Linked DNA regions of Xenopus laevis: region 2 is linked to region 1. A link is a contact called in public Hi-C data. All regions are on one chromosome and are shown on one strand. Each heading gives the region's core, a stretch centred on a gene start, on an enhancer-like site or on the middle of the called end of the contact. The rest is flanking DNA. Distances are from core to core; before and after follow the strand shown. Region 1 holds the start of sall4.L (sal-like protein 4). Region 2 has its middle 22 kb from the start of LOC108700901.

Region 1 (7,881 bases), core at 3,181-5,680:
ACGAAGTTATATTGTGCACGCATGCACAAACTCACCGGCGTGGATGCGTGCATGCTCGCGGACACATGTGCATGCACACTCATTAGCATGCCGGCTAGGGTGTGAAGTGGCCGGCCTGGTTGCCTTGGGCCTTTGGCCCGTGCCTGCCCCCAAGCCAGGAATTAAAAAATAAGCACCTGCTTTGATGCCACTGGGAGTAATATCCAAGGGGTTGGTAAACAACATGTTACTTGCAAGCTACTGGTTGAGGATCACTGGTTTAGAGCAACGTCGGGGGGGGGGGGAGAACACCAGTCCATCATGTTTAAACATAATCCAGGGAAAGGCAAACAAAACCTTCAGTAATGGTACCACTTCAAAATGTGTATAAAATAGAGAGTTAGCTCAGCACCTTCAGTCTTGATTCATTTTAAAATTTTGTTTTGAAATTTAAACACCTCCCCACACCCCTGCATTGTGACATCAAAGTGTGGGCAGGGGCATTTAACTCCACTGTGTCGGTGTCTATCAAAGTATCCAGGTAACTGTATCAATCTCCATTGTACAACAAAGGAAATGTAACCAAATGGTGCAGTTATCCTAAAGTCTACATTGTAAATGATTATGCATAAAAGAAAAGGGGGTGGACAAATAGCCATTACATTCCTCTATGCCTATTATATGTAGGTATATAATGAGAGACTCTCCTTTAATTCATGTGTTCAATGAATAGATCTGCTTCCCTGGTAGAGAGGAGAATTTTGTCAGTCACCCCTTCTGATCCCTAAGTTAACTCTTTCAACAACTGCTACTTTCAGTCCCATAGGATCCCAGTTATATGCACAATAAAAGTGTTTGCTCACAGGGGTCAGTCTCTTGGTCTTTTTTCTCTTGGAATAAGTACTATAAGGGTCATCTTTGATGTTAGAGATGAGTTCCCCAATCCTCGGTCTCAAAGTTTGGTTTTACCAATATATTTTAGTTCACAAGGACAGGTGATCATGTCAATCAGTGGCATAGCTAGATGTTCCTGGGCTCCACCACAAATTAATTTTAGGGCCTTAACATATCCAGAGATATGTTTTTTTTTTTACCAATACATCTTGATATTGCTCATTTATTAGGGTCTCATGGGGCTCCCTATTAGATTTGGGGAGATTTATTCGCCCGGCGACAAATCTCCTCTTCTTCGGATCGACTAATCTCCCTGAACTGCCTCACACTGGCTAGAATGCAAATCGCCGGCAGGATGGCAATTGGTGCACTAAGTTTTCCGAAGTCATCCGATAGTGGAAACTTCAGGTGACTTCGGAAAACTAAGCGATCCAAGTGCCATCCCGCCTGAGATTTAAATTCTAGCCGGCAGGAGGCAGTTCAGGGAGATTAGTCGCCCTGAAGAAAAGCCGATTTATTGTCGGGCGACTAAATCTCCCCAAATCTGAGCGTGTGTCTCTGCCCTTAATCCTGCCCCCCACCCTGCAGCCGCAGGGTCAGCTTCCTCTGTAGTTACACCCCTATCAATCACTCCTGCAATTTTGTAGTTGGTATTGTGTCGTAAATGATAATCTTTGGGAAATGGTCACATATCAATTAGGCAGGTATAAAAATCCTGGCCCTAAATTAATGAATTGTCTGTATCTGTGTCATTGAACCTCCCAAACTTTGGAACCTCCGCCTTGTGCAGAACAGATGAAGAGTGAAATGTTAAATGTATTCATTATTCAGCTTTCAGCAGCTTTGATCTGTCAAGCAATAAATACTATATCATTCTTAATATCTTATATTCAGCCTTCCCAACCACTGGGAGAGGGAACAGACCCTGGGTGGCTCAGGAGGTACAGCTTCACCATATGTTTATGACAAATCTCCTTTTCCCAAATTTTAGGTGGGCCCTACAGTGATTTTGCCCAGTAACTTCTAACTGCAACAAGCAGTAATGGGTATGAAACTAGTTCCCCCAGGGCTGGTTTATGGACTGTAGAGTAAATATTTTGTATCTGACACAGTATTGACTCGCATGTACCTGTCTATTCCAGTTCTCTGCCAGTTATATGTAAAATTCTAAATCTGTGACCTGTAGGACATGAGTCACCTCCCAGTATGAACCCAGCCCAGTGTGACGCGCATATGAATTAATCCCCCCCCAAACCATATTTATTTACCTAACCTGTTTGTGTCAACTTATCTCCATGCAGTGTTTATTAGTCAAACCTTGTGCTGCTAGAAATGAATTCCATTGCCCTGTTTTAAATGTGGATCAGTAACAAGCAACAAGTCTTCTATATATAATATATAAATATATATAATATATATAAATATATATATATATATATATATATATATATATATATATATATATAGTCTCATCGGCACTCACCATTCCTTCCGTCACCAATATTAAAGAGGGCACTCATGATTAACAAATTAACAACTTCTAGGCAATGTAGAAAAAAAATGGAACTTTATTCGTCTATAGTTACGACGCGTTTCGATTCTCAGAAAACCTGATGACGATTCCGAGAATCGAAACGCGTCGTAACTATGGACGAATAAAGTTCCTTTTTTTCTACATTGCCTAGAAGTTGTGAATTTGCCGTGAGTGGTCTCTTTAAAGACATTTTATATATATATATATATATATATATATATATATATACTCACTCCCACACCTTGTGTCTTATTCCCTTCCCTTTAGATTGTAAGCTCCTTTGCACAGGGCCTTCGTCACCTTTTGTACCGGTATTGGTTGTGATGAATTTAACTCCATATGTTCTATGTATGTAATTAATGTGATTCAGCTGTATAAACACATTTAATTTACAGTGCTGTGAAATATGCTGGCGCTATATAAACAAATGTTAATAAAACAATAATTAATATATATATATATATGCCCACTCCCACACCTTGTGTCTTATTCCCTTCCCTTTAGATTGTAAGCTCCTTTGCACAGGGCCTTCCTCACCTTTTGTACCGGTATTGGTTATGATGAATTTAACTCCATATGTTCTATGTATGTAATTAATGTGATTCAGCTGTATAAACACATTTAATTTACAGTGCTGTGAAATATGCTGGCGCTATATAAACAAATGTTAATATAAAAATAATTAATATATATATATATATATGTCCACTCCCACACCTTGTGTCTTATTCCCTTCCCTTTAGATTGCAAGCTCCTTTACACAAGGCCTTCCTCACCTTTTGTACCAGTATTGGTTGTGATGTATGTAACTCCATATGTTCTATGTATGTAATTAATGTGATTTAGTCGTATAAACACATTTATTTTATAGCGCTGCGAAATATGCTGGCGCTATATAAATAAATGTAAATAAAACAATAATAAATATATATATATATTATCTGGGTTTAGGAATGTTCCAGAGTTCAGGCTTCCCCCATAATCATTATTTATTTTGCCACATGTAAATTGACCTTCCCAAAAAAAAAAAAAAAACCCTCCCGCCTCCTAATACATGAATGCTTTCATTCAACAAAATTAACATAATCTAATTAATGCTTTCTCTCTGTTTGCTGATTTCTAAAGAGAAAACAATGACTTTAGAGATGGTTTTTTTCCCCCAAAAAATTCCTTGGAATGTCTTCCCCCCCACCCTTTTTGCTATTGTGATGTAGGTATTATGAAATCGGTTTGAATTAGCTTCACCCTGGGTACATCTATAATACCTTTTAATAGAAAAAGATTTGGATAAAATCCAGTATCTGTTATATATGGAGTTACTTTGTGCCATGAAACAATGGGAAAAAAATGAAAGATTATTTTCAGACACAATTAGGGTTGCCTGGAAAAAATAATACCAGCCTTCCTATATATTTATCTTTATTCCCAATTAATAACATTGGGGTCGTATCACTGGTCTTCCTATATATTTATTTTTATTCCCTATTAATAACATTGGGGTCATATCACTGGCCTTCCTATATACTTATCTTTATTCCCGATTAATAACATTGGGATCAACCATTATTTTTACCGGCCAGGGGGCAACCCTAGATACAATATTGCATGATGAAATGATTTACAACAATAAATATAAAACAGTGAAAATACATTTCTGATGACCATCAAACATGGCAATGTAATACAATATAAATGTGGAATTTCAGCTATTTCTGTTCTGTAATTATTTAGCTCAAATTGGGATCTCAAATTAGTTTTTTTTTCCTCTTTTCACTTGCAAACAATCTCCCCCTATTGTGTTTACTTGGAATATAAAAAAAAAGGCACTTCTCACTGTGTGAAGGGGGCAGGGGCTGTGACTCACAAAACTTCATGTTTTTTTTTTCTTTTGGCGTTGAATACATTCATCAGCACAGTGGCCACAGCTGCAGAGGAGGGGGGACTACATTTCCCAGAGATCAGAGCGCCGCACTCCTCCCCACCTCCTGATCAATGGGCCCTTATTTGAATAATCTGTGAGTTTTTTTGGACTCAGTCCAATCAGCTGTCGGGGTCTCGTGATAAATGGCAATGCATTAGTGATAATCATAATTACTTGGACATGCGCACTTGACGCTTTGAGAGGGGGCTGGATGGGGGGTTCAATTCAGCAACTCTTGGAATTTTTTTTTTTTTTTGGTGGTGGAGAAAGGGAATAATTGGCATTTATTGAGCTGCTGATGGTCGGATCATGTCGAGGAGAAAGCAGCCGAACCCCCAGCACCTCAACTCCGAGGAGCAGCTCCTGGACGCTACTGGTGAGTCGCACTTTGCTTCTCTGGCTGCGCTTTATAGAGCGCAAGTGGCATTTAAACCCGAGAGGAGCGTGGCTGCTGCGCTCCATTCCCTTCCGAGCTGTCCCACCGGCCAAGGTGATCGAATACAGGGCTGGATTGTCTTCCCTCTCAGTCTGCAGCGGCTCTCCTTACATACAGCTGCTCTCCTGTGTGCACTTTCCCCTCTATTACCTTTTCCTATTTTTATTATTATTATGATTATTATTAATAGTATTATTATTTAATTGTAGCAATTCCAGGGTATATTGACCCCACCTGTGGGGCTTATGGATCCATGTGATTGGAAGCACCTGTGGCTGTAATCATATATTTTTTTTTTTTTTTTTTTTTTTTTTTAATACCGTTGGTAGTGTGCTGCTTATTTCTAGTGTATAATTAAGCAAAGAAAGGAAGAAAACAGGGGTGACTAGTTAGTCACCCCTCAACCCCTCCCCTCTCACACCCCCACCCTCCCTTCCATCCTTCATCCTCTTCTTCTTCTAAGGCATTTCCAATCTTGATTCCCCACTTCCCAAAATATCCTCCCTTGTGCTCCTGGGTCAGAGGGAACCAGCAGAAGCAGCAACCTGTGTGTCTGTGCTTGGTGTATGGGTAGGTTAATTATCCTTCATATATTCTAGGGACTGGGGTTAATGTGTTTGTACCTGCTTCTTAATTCCGCTTATCGAAATAGCAGAAGGGGGTACACAAAGTTTTTATGTAGTATCTGTGTATATTCCTGTTATATCTTATTAAATCTCTATTTTATATTGTGTATTTCATAATCTCAATGGGGGGCACAGTCCTTGCCATTACATTCCTATTCATCTGCATGCTTTTTAGAAATTGTGTGTGTATATACATAGAGATATAGATAGAGAGATATATATATATATATATATATATATATATATATATATATATATATATATATATATATATATATATATATATATATATATATATATATATATATATAAAAATATGATATAGATATTACTGGAATTCACGCAAATTTAATTTAGGACCCCCCAACATAACCAGAGGTTGTCCTTTTTTTTACCAATATACGTTTTAATTGCTCATTCAGGGCCTCATTGGGCCCCTATACTTCTGCTTCCTCTGTAGTTACGCCCCTGCTGTTACACTATAACATTGTAGAGATAAAAAATAAGAATTTTTTTTTTTGTAATCCTAAAGGGCAACTTAATATTAATCAGGTACAACTTGTATTTTGGGTGCAACCAACTACTGGCAAGGCAATGCCGTTGGCTCTTTCCCTGAATGTAAGGCACATGTTGTTATCTGGACTCCAAATCAGCCTATTTTCTTTTTTTAGGGTCAGTTACTATTAACTTCAGAAATACGCTGACCAGCAGGCTATAAATGCCATGTTTAATGCATGACTGTTTTCCTTTGTGCATATGGTGGTTTGGAAAAGGGAGGGGGGAGTAGGGAAGGAGGGGGTTTTGCTGTTCCCAAATATAAATCTCGGCAGCATGCTTTTTGTAGGTGGAAGAGACCCCCAGCCCTCCATGAATTATAGATGTCCCCCCTTAAACTTCAGATAATCATTTGATACTGCTGCTGAAAAACTTGTCTCTAAGCTCTTGTGTAATTGGCAAACAATATGAGCAGCTCTGGAGTCTGTACTTGCATAACTATTCCTGTTATTTCCAAACATCCCTGCAGAATTTAGTTAATCTCCCCCAGGATTTCATGGCCACAAGGCATTATAGTAGCAACTTTTTTTTTTTTTTTGAGACCTTTGTATTTAAACATGTTGTGTTGCTATATCCTCCCACCCCTTCCATCACTGTTCAATTTTGATACTTAACAGTAGGTGTGATATTTAGCTCTGACCTTATACACTTGCGCCACCCTCTGGAATGTCCCAATCACTGCGGAAGTGCAAATGTATTTTATCTGTATTCACGGCAGCTATTGGGTTTTTATTACAAATCATATTTAATGATAAAAAGGTGTAAAAAAAAAAAAAAAAAAAAAAAAAAAAAAAAAAAAAATAATATATATATATATATATATATATATATATATATATATATATATATATATATATATATTTTAGCCCTCTATTTTCATTCGTTCTCCACCTTTAGTTCCAAATCTAATTAGCAATTCTATGTCACTCCCTCCCCTTTATTCCCTTTATTACAATGCAATTTTATTTTTGTTGTCTTGGAACATACTTGGTGACTAATTAACAATCCAGGAAACCAGCAGGTGGGGGAGTTGGAAGGTACAAAGCTACATATTGTAAATTATCATATGAACAAAGAGGTCGCCAATGCCTCTGTTTATCATCAGATACTGGGATTGCCCCCCCTGTTAATCTCCAAGGTTAATCTTTCAAAGACTTCCATTTAGTGTTACTAGACCATTAAATATATTTATTTTTCGTCTATTGTTTGGTTATAGAGTCTGATCTGGCAACTCTCAATTAATATAAACTGATAAACAGAAGAGCTACAGATGTAAGAATTTGAAATCCGCAAAGCATTTCTTTCAAATGAATGTATGGGTACCAGTAGAGTTGTTTTGGGGGGGGGGCATGTTGGGTTTGTGTGTAGGTGGAAACATAGGGCAACAGTTGAATAGTAGGTGCTAGGACAAAATGGCATTTGTTGACCTTTGTTGAAGTTCAGACCCTAGAACCTTGTGACAGCCAAAGCATGGGAGTTGCAGTTTAACAGATGAAGGTTGAACAGTCTAGTCTAAATGGCTTGCAATAATGGGGCCTGCAATATCTATTCTTCCCCCTCAGAGTCCTTTACTAACAAAGCCCTTGGTATAGATCTGCAAATGGAACTTGCATATCCCCCTAACTTTACTTTTTTCTTTTTTTAAACTGGAAAAAAATGCTTCGTTTGTGGACCTTGTGCACGCTTGCAGTGTAGTGCCTAAGTACAGGCATAAACATAAACTATTTTATTTCCATTAAGTGGTCTGCAACAAAACTAATTCCTGGCTGGGCTGTTAACAAAGCTAATTCATCACAGCAGGGGTCGGGGCTGTCAGTAAGGTACTTGGGGCCAGATGGCTGCAAAACGGCAATCAGGAACTTGCTGGTGTGAGTGACACTCTATTAATCGTGGCGTTAAATATTAAACACACTTTAACAAATTATTTAAATGAGAT
Region 2 (7,881 bases), core at 1,717-4,216, 130 kb before region 1:
TTTTGAAAATAAATTGTCAGAAATATAGCTGTTTGTCTCATGGCCTAAGGCAGTGATCCCCAACCAGTAGCTCGTGAGCAACATGTTGCTCTCCAACCCCTTGGATGTTGCTCCCAGTGGCCTCAAAGCAGCTGCTAATTTTTTTAATTCATGGCTTGGAGGCAAGTTTTGGTTGTACAAAAACCAGGTGTACTGCCAAACAGAAACTTATTGTATGTTGGGGTAACCAAATGACCAATCACAGCACTTATTTGGCACCCCAAGAACAGTTTTCATGCTTGTGTTTCTCTCCAATTCCATTTACTTCTGAATGTTGCTCACGGGTTCAAAAGGTTGGGGATCCCTGGCCTAAGGAATGTGGACTGAATATGTCCAAAACCTTTGAACGAATATATGTATGTATATGTAATCTAGCCTATTTCTTTAGTTAAGCTTTAGTTCTCCTTTAATTAAGCAATCATTGCTGTATCATAAATTACAAATTTGTTTTTTAAATCCTAGGGGCAGATTTATCAAGGGTCGAAGTTCGAAGTAAAAAATACTTCGAAATTCGACCATCGAATTAAAATACTTCGAATTCGAATATCGAATTCAAACTTTTTTCATCGAATTTGGGTATTCTGCGGTCGAAGTAAAATCGTTCGATCGAACAATTAAATCCTTTGATTGGAACGATTTTACTTTGACTTCAAAAAACTTAGAAAAATGCTGTGGAAGGTCCCCATAGGCTAACATAGCACTTCGGCAGGTTTAATTTGGCGAAGAATTGAAGTCGAAGTTTTTTTTAAAGAGACAGTACTTCGATAGTATTGTAGTATCCTATTCAATGGTCGAAGTATCCAAAAAATTACTTCGAATTTAGAATTTATTTACTTCAAAAATTCCCTCGAATTCATTTCGACCCTTGATAAATCTACCCCCTAATATCTTAATTGTACCCTAACCTTTAGTTGTAAACTCTCACGAGTAGGGCCCTCTAATCCTATTGTACTCTTTAAACCCTTGTTTGTTATTCATCATTTGTTCCCCGTTTGTTATAAACGAATGCAAAGCACTGTGTAACCTTTCGGGGCTAGTTATTGGGCGAATTTATTTGCGGCAAATCTCTGCGTTTTTTTTACGGCGGCGACAATACTGACAATTTAACTTGCGGACATTGACTTTAATGCGTGTCAAATTGTCGCCATGCCGGAATTGTCGTCTGCGCCTATTTTCACGCCTGCGAATTGACGCCAGCATCAAAATTCACCGTTTCACGAATTTTACGGGAAATCAGTACATTTTCCGGCAAAACAGTACAAATTCACCCATCGCTAGTGGGCGTTATATAAATAAATGATGATGAGATTTTTTTAAAAAATTTTTATTACGCGACAAAACTGTGACAGTTCTGTACTCTGAAAACATGTAGAAGTCAATAGCAGCTGTCCCTTACAACTGGAAGATCTTTCTTTGCTTCATGGTTTTAGACGTTTTTTTAGTGATGGGCGAATTTCTCCCATTTTGCTTTGCTGAAAAATTTGCGAATTTCCCGCAAAATTCGTGAAACGAATAGGGTTGACGCACGATGGTTTTGAGGCGAGCGACTTTTCCAATGCACGTCCAAAATTTTTTGACGCCGGTGAATTTTCGTAGGAGTTTCGCATATTTATTTGCCGGTGGCGAAACGCGGAAATACGCAGCGAATTTGTGCCTGGCGAATTTATTCGCCCATCACTACAGGACCCCGACAGCTTGCAAGTTAAGTATTTTTGGATCCAGACTTTTCTCACGAAAGATTTTAGGTTTTTTTCCTCTCTAAAAATTTGTGCTTTCTAGTGAAAAAAACTCCTTAATGTGACCAAATGATTTGGTTATTATTTTTGTTTTTTAATTAGTCAATAAAAGATTTTTTTACATTTTTTTTTCATTATTTTCTAAAACAAAAAGTCCAAACTTTCAGGAAATATAAATATATATAGTGTTAAAGTCAACAGCAATAAAATGTTGGTTGCACTTTTGGATACAAACGTAGGAACTAATTAATAGGCAGCGGAGCAGACGGAGTGTCTGTAAAGCCCTTTCTTCCTGTTGCTGTTAACAAGGATGGGCTTTAATCAAGATATGCAGAAAATGCCGGGCAGAAACAAAATGAAACAACTGTGTTTTCTTTTGCTCCATCAATTATCCCGCTGACCTGAGATAAGATGACAATGCAGGGCAAAGTGACCTAAAGGTCACAAAAATAATGTCTCAGATATCAGGGGTTTTCATCCTTTTTTTGTTGTTGAATACATCTATTTTATTTGCCTGCACTGTATGTTTTATTAAAGGGTGATTGTCTAGTCGATGTCATTAAGCCGACATAATGAGATATAATGATAGTAATGATTGAGTATTTTTCAATCCTGGAGTCCTATAATAAAATTTAGCAGACTTCTTGGTGAATAAGAGTTTCAGGGTTAAAAGGTTCACCTCCCTTTCCAGCCTGTAGGGGGCAGAATGGTGCAACAAAACCATGAAAACCCCCATATGGGATTGGATTTTATTGATTTGGGTGCAGGTTGTGGGGCTCCAGTTCCAATTGGGGATGCACCGAATCTGGGATTCGGTTCGGGATTTGGCCAGGATTCAACCTTTTTAAGCAAGATTCGGATTCGTGGGGTTCGTCCGAATCCAAAATAGTGGATTTGGTGCATCCCTAGTTCCAACATACCAGGACATCGCATAATGGCATTTTGCAGTGCTTGGGTTCTAGGTTCGATTCTAGCCAGGGAGTTTGTATGTTCTCTCCATGTCTTCGAAAACAAACAGGCAGGATAATTGCTTCTAATTAAACTAGTGTAGAGTCCTGCTCAGATCCATTTTTTTTTTAAACCTATACCTGACCTGTACCCGCAACCCGAACCCGCAATTTGACCCGCGTGTACCCACTACCCAATGCGACCTGCAATAGGCCAACTAAACCTCCGACCCCAGGGACACGCGAAACTGCACTGGAATTGGGAAACTGGAAATCCGGTGCCGAATCTTGACAACATTTTTTTTAAAAACTTGAAGAACCACAAAGGTGGGTGGGAGGTTTCAAGCCCGCTGCAGGTACCCAACTGGGTTACATGCTGACTACCCACACGGCTGACGAATCGGGGACTTTTTGCCAGAAACCCGACCACTTTGAGGGTATTCCGAGGGTACACGATCCGATGCAGGACTCTAGTGTATGTGATCCATCTCTTAGATTGTAAGCTCCACTGGGCAGGGACTGATGGCAATGGTTTTATCATTAAATGAGAAGGAAACCCCCTGGGCGCAAAAATGCCTCCCCCCTCCCCTGTGTTGCCCCCCCCCTCCTCCAACCTGGCCTACCTGTCCCGCCGGGCAAATGCCCCTAACTTGTTACTCACCTCTCTGCGCAGGTCCAGTCCACGGAGCTCACAGGCGCCATCTTCTCCCAAGCGATCTTCTTCCTGCTTTGACCAGCGTTTTTGGCGCATGCGCAGTAGGAGCATTTACCGGGTACGGATCTACTGCGCATGCGCCGAATGTCACAAAGTTTTCCGATTTCACTTCGTGACATTCGGCGCATGCGCAGTAGATCCGTACCCGGTAAATGCTCCTACTGCGCATGTGCCAAAAACGCCGGTCAAAGCAGGAAGAAGATCGCTTGGGAGAAGATGGCGTCTGTGAGCTCCGTGGACAGGACCTGCGCAGAGAGGTGAGTAACAAGTTAGGGGCATTTGCCCGGCAGGACAGGTAGGCCAGGGGGGTGGAGGTAGGGGGGGCAACACAGGGGAGGGGGCAGGGGTTTTGTGCCCAAGGAATTTCCTTCTCCTTTAAGGGCAGAGATACATGTGGAGATTCAGATAGATTAGTCGCCCATCGAGAAAATCGCCTCTTCTTCGGGCGACTAATCTCCCCGAACTGCCTTCCCGTTGGCTAGAATCTAAATCACTGGCAGGATGGCACTTGGAGCGATTCGTTTTCCAAAGTGGCCCAAGTTGCCTCACGAGGAAACTTCGGGCGACTTCGGAAAATGAAGCGATCCGAGTGCCATCCTGCCGGCGATTTACATTCTAGCCAACGGGAAGGCAACTCAGGGAGATTAGTCGCCGGAAGAAGAGGCAACTAAATCTCTTCGAATCTCCACGTGTGTTTCTGCCCTAAGTATGTCCCAGCTCAACTGCTGTTTTCTTAGGCCACTCAGCTTTTTTGGATATTCATCTAGGAGATCTATTGATCTGGATTTAAAATGGACAGTGAATCCTTTCCCTTGCATTCCACAGTGACCTTCATCAGTCCCCAGGGAAACGGGATCTTTCCCAGGGAAAACCATCGACAGATTTATCATAAATATGCCCTTCTATTCTTTTGACAACAATGAAGAGAGGACAATAAGCTGCTGGGAGTTGTAGTGCAAGAGAGATGACAGTTATGTACATTTATGTTCTGTGCTGCCCAGTTCTGCAGGAACAGCCGGATAAGGAAGGCAGAAGAGCTTTGATATTGTATTTATAGTTTTTCTTGCTGAGAAACATCTGGGAAAAACTGCAGAAGCATATGTTTTAAAGGGGTGGTTCACCTGTAAGATAACTTTTAAGACGTTATATAATGGCCACTTTTGAGCAACATTTCAATTGGTCTTCATTAATTATTCTATATCGTTTTTTTTAATTATTTGCATTCCTCTTCTGACTCTTTCTAGCGTTCAAATGGGGGTCACTGACCCCCCCATCTAAAATCAAATGCTCTGTAAGGCTACAAATGTTTTGTTATTGCTACATGTTATCACTCACCTTACTATTCAGGCCTCTCTTATTCCGGTCTCTTATTCGAATCAATGCATGGTTGCTAGGGTAATTTGGTCCCTAGCAACCAGATTACTGAAATTGCAAGCTGTAGAGCCGCCAAATAAAAAGCTAAATAACTCAGAAACCACAAATAATAAAAAATGAAAACCAATTGCAAAGGGGTGGGACGGTCACTTGGGGCAGATTCATAAAGTTTTTTATGATATCATTTTGAATTCGAATTTTGAATTCAGATTTTCGATTTTTTTTTTCAAATATGATTAGGGAGTTATCCAAATTCGATTTTAGTTTTTTTAAAAAAAAAATAGATTTGAGATTTATCATACCGAATTCGACTATTCTCCACCTAAAACCTGGGGAATTGCTGTTTTAGTCGTTGGGAGACATCCAGGGATCACTTTGGAGTTGTTTGCAGCCTTCCTGACATTCTTAAATTTTTAAAACTCAAATGGAATTTAATTCAAATTCCATCAACGTTTTCGGGCCGATCCTATTCACCCGAATTTAGGAAATTCGATTTTTTCATCAATAAATTTCAATTGTCGAATTTGGAATTCATGGGGGGATTATGGTAGTTTTTAAAACTCCCATGAATTTGAAATTCGAACCTTGATAAATGTGCCCGTTGCTGCCAAATTGTCCTTCCCTGTTATGGCAGAAGGGTTAACACGTCGTTGCAGTGTGCTGCTATTCCCTACGGGTCGTTACAGTGTACAGAACCTTTAATTAGCTGAAACAACATCAAACTCTGCCTCTAAATCACGGCAATCAGTTATGGCTCTCGGCTGCACGGCGACACTCACACAAAAGTGCTAACGGGAGAGTTCTGCGGCCATGAGCAAAGAGCTCGGAATTGATTAGCTTTCAGCTCTAATGGCTTCACTATCCATTCCTGAGACAGACCCTCCTTCTCTCCCAATGTAAATTCTCATCACTTGACAGCATGATAGACTCAAAAAAAGCATTTGGGTGCACTTTTGTATCCAAGTAAGGGAACACTATAAGGACACTGCGATCAATGGAACACGGAGGATATACTTAGAAAAGTTTAGAAAGTTTTCCTTAAAGCGCCACATTAAAGTGAATATGCTGCCATAGTTTTATGGGATCTCTCTGTACAGACTATGAGCAAACTTAGGGGACTGTTCCTGCTGAATTGTGCTTAGTACAGAGGAATACCTTTGCTGTCATAGTTTTATGGGATCTCTCTGTACAGACTATGACCAAACTTAGGGGGCTGTTCCTGCTGAATTGTGCTTAGTACAGGGAATACCTCTGCTGTCATAGTTTTATGGGATCTCTCTGTACAGACTATGAGCAAACTTAGGGGGCTGTTCCTGCTGAATTGTGCTTAGTACAGAGGAATATCTATGCTGTCTTAGTTTTATGGGATCTCTCTGTACAGACTATGAGCAAATTTAGGGGACTGTTCCTGCTGAATTGTGCTTAGTACAGAGGAATATCTATGCTGTCTTAGTTTTATGGGATCTCTCTGTACAGACTATGAGCAAACTTAGGGGCTGTTCCTGCTGAATTGTGCTTAGTACAGAGGAATATCTATGCTGTCATAGTTTTATGGGATCTCTCTATACAGACTATGAGCAAACTTAGGGGCTGTTCCTGCTGAATTGTGCTTAGTACACAGGGGAATACTTATGCTGCCATAGTTTTATGATATATCTCTGTACAGACTATGAGCAAACTTAGGGGCTGTTCCTGCTGAATTGTGCTTAGTACAGGGGAATACCTATGCTGCCATAGTTTTATGGGATCTCTCTGTACAGACTATGAGCAAACTTAGGGGACTGTTCCTGCTGAATTGTGCTTAGTACAGGGGAATACCTATGCTGCCATAGTTTTATGGGATCTCTCTGTACAGACTATGAGCAAACTAAGGGTCTGTTCCTGCTGAATTGTGCTTCGTACAAGGGAATACCTATACTGCCATAGTTTTATGGGATCTCTCTGTACAGACTATGACCAGACTTAGGGACTGTTCCTGCTCAATTGTGCTTAGTACAGGGAATACCTATGCTGCCATAGTTTTATGGGATCTCTCTCTGTACAGACTATGAGAAAACTTAGGGGGCTGTTCCTGCTGAATTGTGCTTAGTACAGGGGAATACCTATGCTGCCCCTCCGCCCCACCCCCCTACTGTGACGCTCCGAAGGTGCTGCTCTGAGCGCACGCGTAGATGGCGCTGTGAGGCGCCGAAAGATTTTTTTTTTTTAAAAAAAACCAACATCGGGAGAGGGGGTTTAGCCTGGTGGGGGCCCATGAGGGTTGGGGCTCACCGGGTTTTTTCCTGGTGTCCCATTCGCCCAGTCCGATGCTGAAAACAAAGCAAGAGGCAAATAACTGTGCATTAACCATTTAAACTTACACTACAGTAAAATTAAACATGGGTGGTAAGCAGGGGCGTAACTACAGAGGAAGCAGACCCTGCAGAGGGGGAGGGCCCAGGAGGTATAGGGGGCCCCACAAAAGCCCAAATAATGAGCAATTTCAATATCTACTGGTGGAACAACACTGGGATCAACCATCATTTTTATACCGGCCAGGTGGCAACCCTACTCTGGATATGTTTGGGGCCCTAAAATGAATTTGCTGTGGAGCCCAGTAACATCTAGTTTCACCACTGGTGGTAAGTAACTACTTAAGCCACAGGCATCATCACCAAAACAGGTATCACTCAAACCAGGCTTCACTCCAATACTTGATGCAGTTAAAAAGTATTTTATTTAATAAAAAAAAAAATCTAAAAAATGTAGCCTTACGCGTTTCATGCCTTGTGGGTATAGGGATATATAGATGATAACCTAACTGTGAACCTGATCAGTGTCCAACCTCACTAATGTTCTTATGGCTCAATAGAAGTAACTCCCAGCAACAATGTTCCAACCTCTAGTGGGAGTCTTCCCAGAAGAGTAGGGACAGTTATATAGAGGGGCATATAGTGTCTGTTGGGTTGCTTTTTTTATCCTATTCTATCGAGGAGTCAACATTGCTCCTTGACCTATCTATGAACCAAATCCTGGCCGACAGATTCATCAACTGGACCATGACTTCTGCTCCATGAATCTGCCCCTACTA

What was found. Hi-C and Micro-C count contacts between places; a contact is called where the count stands out from the background.
Region 2: a Hi-C map of the XL177 cell line shows a contact between it and region 1, with 3 times the contacts expected there. The contact joins the enhancer-like site here to the promoter of sall4.L in region 1. A contact is called at or near these places in 3 of 4 Hi-C or Micro-C datasets (the XL177 cell line, the XTC cell line and animal cap).

Annotation. Positions count from the first base shown.
Region 1 is chr9_10L:11,613,199-11,621,079 of Xenopus_laevis_v10.1, reverse strand. It overlaps sall4.L (sal-like protein 4), which reads left to right and starts at 4,430. Exons shown (of 4, transcript XM_018234174.2): 1 at 4,430-4,704. The coding sequence starts at 4,638. LOC121398217 (a long non-coding RNA gene) reads left to right here. Exons shown (of 2, transcript XR_005964190.1): 2 at 1-1,070.
Region 2 is chr9_10L:11,743,371-11,751,251 of Xenopus_laevis_v10.1, reverse strand. No RefSeq gene overlaps it. Among protein-coding and RNA genes, the nearest start is that of LOC108700901, 22 kb to the left of the region's middle. Within about 2 kb of position 2,966, at least 2 of the 7 cell types and tissues checked have an H3K27ac peak or open chromatin away from gene starts, as enhancers often do.